2 separate regions of the Hordeum vulgare genome follow, and region 2 is linked to region 1. A link is a contact called in public Hi-C data. All regions are on one chromosome and are shown on one strand. The core of a region is the stretch at or near the end of the contact, and the rest is flanking DNA. Distances in the headings are between cores, read along the strand shown.

Evidence for each region. A called contact is a pair of places that touch in the nucleus more often than the background predicts.
Region 2: a contact with region 1 is called in a Hi-C map of leaf, with 4 times the contacts expected there. The contact joins the promoter of LOC123424534 here to the promoter of LOC123424533 in region 1. A contact is called at or near these places in 3 of 6 Hi-C or Micro-C datasets (leaf and seedling) and 1 of 1 datasets of contacts at active chromatin or transcription factors (embryo).

The regions. Positions count from the first base shown.
Region 1 is chr2H:19,643,225-19,647,465 of MorexV3_pseudomolecules_assembly, forward strand. LOC123424533 (E3 ubiquitin-protein ligase UPL3-like) reads right to left here and starts at 2,229. Exons shown (of 17, transcript XM_045108161.1): 1 at 1,212-2,229. The coding sequence starts at 2,033.
Region 2 is chr2H:19,837,232-19,840,974 of MorexV3_pseudomolecules_assembly, forward strand. LOC123424534 reads left to right here and starts at 1,262. Exons shown (of 10, transcript XM_045108164.1): 1 at 1,262-2,139; 2 at 2,251-2,576. The coding sequence starts at 1,386.

The DNA of each region.
Region 1 (4,241 bases), core at 979-3,478:
GCATAAGAAATGTTAGCACCACATCAAGACCATTCATACAAATATGCAAATCCTAGCAATGACAGATTCTTTGTGCAGCATATTTTAAACGACAGCACAAAATAAGGAAAATGGCTAATCTAAAGTGCCACAGAAGCAATAAAATACCAAAATCTAACAAAGTAATTCAAGTGTCCTAGGTGATAAAGCTGATAGTGGTAGATACTACTCAATAACATATTCGGAGCGGCAAATTAGATTCAATAGCACAAATGGTTACAAAGGAATTCAAACTGATGATATCAAGTTAATTCACATTGTTTTGAATTAGACCCAAGAAAAGTAGAAGTATAATATCCATAAGATAGGAAGGCAGAGAGAAAACACAGCCAGAAACCGGATACATGAATCTTAGCATCTGATTTCCAACCCACTTCTTAGTATTTCAGATGGATCGTTACAGTACCACATACACAGGCATGATATTAGACCCTGAATATTACAGATGAAAAACATGTTCAAATAGCTAGCTTAGTCATGCAGCAATAGGTGATCTGGCACAGCAAAACCGTGTTAAACAGCACCTATGTGCTCGGCAGGAGGACACCATGATCAGGCCTAGAAAGTCTTCTAAGGGGCCGATGAGGTCCTTAGATGGATTTGAGTTCGCTGGTGAGGATTTGGAGTCCGAGTCCTCCTGCGGCAGCAGAGGAAGGGAAGACCTCTCCATGCCGACAAGCTCCCTAAGGCTTCAGCCAACATCCTTGAGGTGACTATCAGGCCTTTTTTCATCCAACCATTTTTTCTTTCATGTGTCTCCTATCCTTAGCTTCTTCCCTCCCAGAGCGGGCAGTGACTAGATCCTAGGCAGGACCCTAGGCTGCTAAGGATTCACCTTCAGCCTAACCCTCTAGATATTTCTTGTAATATCGTTAAATGGTGAGGTACTGAACTAGGAAGTATTTAACCTTCTCACCCATATTCATTTTAGAACTAAAATGGGGAGAGAAAAAAACACAGCTACACAAAAGGCACACTACTCACCAGCAAGTCCAAATATTACAAATGAGCTGCAACACTTGAAGGAAACTCATCTACCGTGGGTTAAGGCATAATCATGCATAATACAGTAAAAAAAATGGTTCAATAAGCATTGATCTGGATCAGGCAACATGATATAGAAGCAGCATATACTATAAACAGAACAAACGATGCAACAGAACAGTGCTCACCTGCTCCGCAAGGTCCATGTACTCAATGGTGAGAAGCCGGGCGCAGAAGCATGCCACTGCACCATAGTGCACAACGGCGGAGCAGGATGACGGGAGCACGTCGCAGAGGTGGGTCAGGGCCCGGGCTGCGAGCAGCATGATGTCGGGGTTGCTCTCATGGTTGAGCAGCCCGACCAGAACAGGCACGAAGGAGTCAACCGAGAAGCCGGCGAGGGTGTCCTCGGTGCCAATGGACAGCATCTCGCCGAGCTGCGTCAGCGCCTCCACCTGGCGGCCCTCCTCCCCGTCGGCGCGGAGGCCCGCGAGCATGCTCTTCATCCGCGCGCCGTTGGGCCCGGACATGGACGAGGAGGAGGCAGCCGCGGCGGCGGCGGAGAGGGCGGACGACGGCAGCATGTCGTCCAGGCCGGCGCCGAGCTTCCTTAGCAGCCCCTGCAGGGCGGTGCTGGCGGAGGTGAGGCCGTGGGGGAAGGCCCCGTGGGCGTCGTCGTCGTCCTCCATGCCGTCGAAGCTGAGGCCGAGCATCCGCTCGGCCTCGCGCAGGCGGGAGCTCTCGGAGGGCTCCTGCTGCTCCTTGCCCTTGTCGGCGTTGGAGGCGCGGCCGCCGCGGCGGCGGGGCGGGGGGTTGCCGCTGGCGTCGGCGGGGAAGTCCATCGGGGGCTGCGGGGCGGGCGGGGAGAGGACGACGGAGCGGCGGGCGCGGGTGGGGCTAGGGTTAGGGTTGGGGCGGGCGCGCTTGGAGGGGCGGGCCGAGGAGGAGGAGGAGGGGGTGGTGGAGGAAGACGACGAGGCTTCCGCCCGCTTGCGGCTGCGCGTTTCCATACAAAGGGGGAGGAGGATGGGGAGGGGGGCGGCGGCCGCCTCGGGGGAGGCGGCGGCGGCGGCGGCGGCGGCGCGGCGCGGCGGATTAGGAGGCGGTGGGAGGGGGCATCGATGGGGAGGGGGGCGATCGGGGGAGATCTGGGTGGGGATTTTGTTGATTGATTTGGGGAGCAGGGAGGGGAGGCGGTGCGGGTGGGGACTGCGGCTTGCGCTGCGTGGGCGGCGACGTGAGATAAGAGAGAGAGAGAGAGAGAGAGAGAGAGAGAGGCCTCCTTTACCGGATGGGATGGGACGCGTGAGGAGGGCCGCTTGGGCTTTTGCGGGGTTGTTCGCCTCTCCTGCCCACGAGCACCGCACCGCACCGCACCGCCCCGCCCTCTCTTGGGCATTAAAAAGAAAAAAGAAATTTCTCAAAAGAAAACAAAAACAAAACAAAATATCTCAAAAGATTAGAAATATAACGTAAAATGAAAATTCAACATACCAGGTAAACCAAAATTGTATGCGCCTCTCTCTAAAGGAAAAAAATATATACCGAGAAAAGTAAGATAGCACAGTTAAGGTAAGGAACACATAAACCAAAAACCAACAAGGAAACTCCTTGATAACAAGTGAAGTCGCACCAAAATCATCTGAATTGGTCGTCTCCACTCTTTTCGTATGTCGGCTTGTATCAAGTGATAGTGATAGACATCATTCGTAAGTGAGAAATCAATGTGTAAGTCTATGAACATACAGGTGTGTCGAGTAGTTGGATGTCTTGTAATAGTAATACAAATAAAACCCTTGTATACCTCCAACAATCTTATAAGGGTGTCAATCTTGCCGGTTGGATGAGCCTATTAAAAGATAGTGTATGATAAATATTTTTGATATTTTAAATAAAATAAAAGTAAGAAAATAATTCAACGTGTAAATGTTTTTGTTGTATTTTAGAAAATGTTGTCAATTTATTCAAATTTCAAAGTTCACGGCCCCTCGTCTCCTACCTCCGAGCGAATACACTTCGATGGAACATGGAGCCAAGTTTTACATAAGGAGTTGCAACAACCTTTTCTAACTAAAATATACGTGACTTTATTCATGGACCGTCGCCCCCAAACAACGCGAAACTCATCAAAAGCTCCAAGCAACACTTTGATCTCCTCACCTAGTTACCCATTAGCTCAGAGATCTTTTTGAATAGATACTACTTTTCTTGCCACCACTTGCGAGCCCGTCTCTACGATCACCTTCTGGGCATGTAGTTCTTGTGCAAGAACAATGGCTCGTATACACGCAAGGAGCTCTGTCACCTCAACATTGGCAGCTACGGGAAAAAATGGCATGCATGTGCAATGAATCCGCCATGGCTATTCCGAAGAACAAGACCAGAACTCCCGAGCCCTGGTCTTTTCAAAGAGCACCGTCCACATTAGCCTTGATCACCTTCTGGACATGTAGTTGTTGTTTTCTGTGTTTTTTTGGCTTTTCAGAAAATCAGTATCAAACGAAGTCCAAATGCAACGGAAGTTTTTAACGATTTTTTCTGGACAAAAATAAGAAATGAAAGCTTTGGAGGAGACCAGACGCCACATGGGTGGTGCCAAGCCAACAGGACGTGCCCAGGGAGTGACCGCGTCCTGATGGATTGGGACCACCTACCGACACTCCTGAACTAACTCTACTTCTATAAATCCTATATATTGAGAAAACACCGGTGAGCCACCTGAAACACTTTTTTTGCCGCAGCAAATCTCTCTTCCGTCGTAATCCCATCTGGAGCCTTGTCGGAGGGGGCATCAATCACGAAGGGCCTCTAAATCAACCTTGTTGTTCCTATTGGGATCGTAGTAATAATTCAAAAATTACCTACGTCACACCAAGATCTTCTAGGAGATGCTAGCAACGAGCAAGGGGTAGATCGCTAAGCGGAAGCATTACTATGAACACGTGTGATGGAGTCGTACTCGCAGCGATTCAGATCGCGGAAGATTTTGATCTAAGCGCCGAACAACGGTCCCTCCGCATTCAACACACGTGCAGCCCGGTGATGTCTCCTTCACCTTAATCCAGCAAGGAGAGAGGAGAAGTTGAGGGAGAGCTCCGGCAGCACGACGAAGTGGTGACGGTGGAGCTGGGTGGTACTCCGACAGGGCTTCGCCAAGCGCTATGGATGAGGAGGAGGAGGAAGAGCAGGGGTGTGCCAAGGAAGGAAGAAAACTTGTG
Region 2 (3,743 bases), core at 12-2,511, 190 kb after region 1:
TTTTTATGGAAAAATAAACAACACCAATAGCGCAAGGCACCAAACTCTTCTATTATGTTGTCTAACTAAGAGCTATATTTGAGGCGAGCTAAACCAAAATCTTCTCATTATATTTTCTGAACAAAACACAGTTGATCGTTTGGTTTGGGAACAAAGTGGAATGGAATGTCACGATTCCATTTTACTAGAATGGGTCAGCTCATCCTCGTATTTGATAAGGGCGATGCATAGGGATGGAATGGTTACATTCCGGTATTTGTTTCGAAGATGGAATTGAATGGATTCTTTGCTCTCAACCTTCCATGGTTGTGTGCTACTTGATGGGTGAGAGGAATGGGAGCAAATCACATGGAGCAAATTGATGTTGCTGCCTCGTCGTCTCTTCTCCGTTCAATCTATCACGCCATCTGAGAGGGAGAGATGTGAGAAAGACAAGGGATATGCAACGATGTTCGGGGAGGGGAGGGGGGAGGAAGATGCGCGATAGAGAGACAAGGGACGTGCGACAACATTCGGGATTAAAGACGAGGAAGAGGCAACATCGAGAGGAATAGAGAAATGAGGGGGTGAAGACGACACAGGTTCAGAACAAAGTGCGTCGGGAGAGGCGAGACCGATAGGTCGTTCCGTACTATTCTCCCAAATTAAAGGTACGAGTGCGTTCGACATTTCAATAGAATATTCCGTTCGAGAAAACAAGTGGGTTCTCATTCTTATCCCAACCAAACGCGAGGACGAAGCGCATGTGCGAAACGGACCCGACCCAGTCCATTCGGTGACATACCTGGCCAAATGGACCGTCTCAATCGGGTCGGCCCGATAGCACGCCGGCCTGGCACAAGACGGACCCGACCCGGCACGACTTAAACGGGCCCGTGCTACGCACGCGACACACCTCGAGCCGTGTCTGGGCTTGGAGGCTGGGCACGCGGGCTGACACGACACGACCCGTTTATTTTTTATATATATTATATATATACATAATATACAACCCAATGGACCTAAAAATGAGCCCATGAGACTAAAAATATAGAGTCGAGCGTGCTAATCAGACCAACATACTAGACCGTTTAATAACCGGTCCTTGTCTGGGCCTAGAGGCGCAGCACACGGGCTGACACGACACGACCCGATTAGTAAACGTTCCGACGCGGGCCGTACAATGCTGGGCCCGTTTACAGCGGGCCGTACGGGCCGTTTGGCCAGGTATGTTCGGTGACCTGAACCAAACACGCCCTATTCCGTTCCCGAGGGTAAACTGGACTTTCCCCCCTATTGCGTTCCGCCCGAGCATTCCCTCGTCCACGCCTCCTCCTCCCCCTTCCACCCAAACGAGCAGAGAAAATCCGGCGAACCGGACCTAGGGTTTAGCCCCCTCGCCGCCGATGAAGGGCGGCCGGCTGCACCGCCCGGATCCGCCGTCCCCTCACGCGGCCGCGGCCCTGGCCGCCCCCGCCCCCGCCCCCGCGCCCGCGCCCGCCGACGACTGGGTGGACGGCTCCTGGACGGTGGACTGCTCCTGCGGCGTCACCTTCGACGACGGCGAGGAGATGGTGAGCTGCGACGACTGCAGCGTCTGGGTGCACACGCGGTGCGCGCGCTACGTCCGGGGCGTGCACACCTCCTTCTCCTGCCACAACTGCAGGCACAAGCGCGCCCCCTCCTCCGCCGACGAGACCGAGGTCGCCGAGCTCCTCGCCGAGTTGCCCACCCACCGCCCGCCCCCGCTCTACCGCAGGTGGGCCGAGGTCCCGCTCCCCGCCCGCGTCCACGTCCACGGCCTCCCCGGCGGGGCCGACGCCTCCCTCTTCCGCGGATCCCCGTCCTCCACCGCCTTCTCCGCCGCCCTCTGGCGCTGCGCCGGCTACGTCCCCAAGAAATTCGGCTTCCGCTACTGCGAGTTCCCCTCCTGGGCCGAGGACAAGGACAAGAGGGCGGAGGACAAGGACGGTGCCGACGCTCTTTTCGCGATGGCCAGGGAGAATCGGGAGGAGACGGCACCGGCGCCGGCGGCCAGATTATCCCTCCCGATTGGGAATAAGGGAAACAAGAATGCTCAAACCCTAAGCAAGAAGGCTGAAGGCAGTCAACACGCTGGCGCAAAAGAAGTTCCTCCTCCGACTGATGCTAAGACGAAAGGTGAATAGTTTGGCCACGATTCTTGTTATTTAATTGCTGCACACATAACAGTTAGTTTTTCAGTGATATTGCCTACGTTTCGATTATCGATTGTTAGTTTGTTCATTTTAGGAGCATCCAAGATCGCCGCAGAGGCTGATACACGGGATAATGGGTTTGAGTCGAAAGGGGATCTTAACACGCCTGATATCAGGCATAAGGATCAGTTTGCCGACATAACCATGGCCAATTCTGATTTTAAAGTAGTTGTCGAAGCTAATAAGAAGAGGAAGGAATCCGTGGAACTGAGTGGGGAGAAGAGGAGTTCCGAGGGAACTCCAAGGATGCTGAAAAAGGACGAACCTAAGGAGTCTATTAAACTGGAGATCTCCTCTGGAGGCAGAGCTACATCAGCTGTGGCAGAACAAGAAGCACACTCACGGTTTGTCAAGGCAGAGGTTAGTACATTGTATGCAATTAAACCGCACAATACTAAATCTATTGCCTCCATTTCATGTTGCTGGTTTGGAATGCTGTTTTCTACTTTATATTCTGCTGGAATTTGCATTTTGACTAATCAGTACGCCATTTGCTACTTCAAGAGCACACATCCAGAGAGTTTAATCTGTTATGTGGTCATACAAGTTGAGTTGTGCTGCTACCTCAAAATTAGCCTGTTTTAAATGTAATTACTTCACTTGTCCGATCAGCTTAACCAAATTTAGTTTTAGATTAGCGTACCTTAAAATGGTTTTCTTGTTTGCGGACACAGTGGATTTCCCTGCCTCTAGCACCTGATTTCCTCCACCGGCAATGTATCTTCATCCCAAACAACATCGATATTTGCAGTGAATTGTTCTCCATGTCCTGGCTTCCCATAGTACTTCGATTGCTCCACAATAGATTAATAACAATCATTATAAACTAATTACATTTTAGGTTCTACATGACCTTAATTTCAACCGTTGAATCTCCATGTCTTTTGAATTCTACCAATCACACTCTTTCAGAGTGATAATTAGAGTTGCGAGTGCATCTTGGCTGTGGCATGTGACATTTGACATGACACTATTGCGTGGATATGAACATATAATTCAGTATTTCAGTTAACGAAAAACTTGCTGTGATGGATGGGTATCCCATTAACATCTTCTGGCATGCCATGCCACATTAGAGCTGGCAGCTAATGTCGGGCTTCCAAGAAATTGAAGTGGAGTAGAATAATTATATTTTACCTTTTTGTGTAATGATGACGACATATGTACTGGAATCCTAGTCTCGATATTCTCCTGTTCTAAGCCACATGAAAAACAAGTAGCAAGTTGAACCTTGTGAGAGTGTGTGGTTCTATTGTGAATGATGTTCACATTTGGAATAATTGTTATTTAGAATAATGCTGGACAACATGACCTGAAGGGTGCAACTCCAACCAGTCCCCTGAATCTTTTTTAGAGGTGCTCTCTACTTTAGGGACCTCCTTTTATTCGCATGCACCGCACTTCACCTAGCCCCCCAATTCCTTTTTCTTCTCCTTCCGCATTCAAAAAAAGAGGAAAAGGAAAATTAGCAGTTGGCAGCCGGCGAACTCTGATGGGCTCCGGTGAACTCCGATGGGCTTCGGTCAA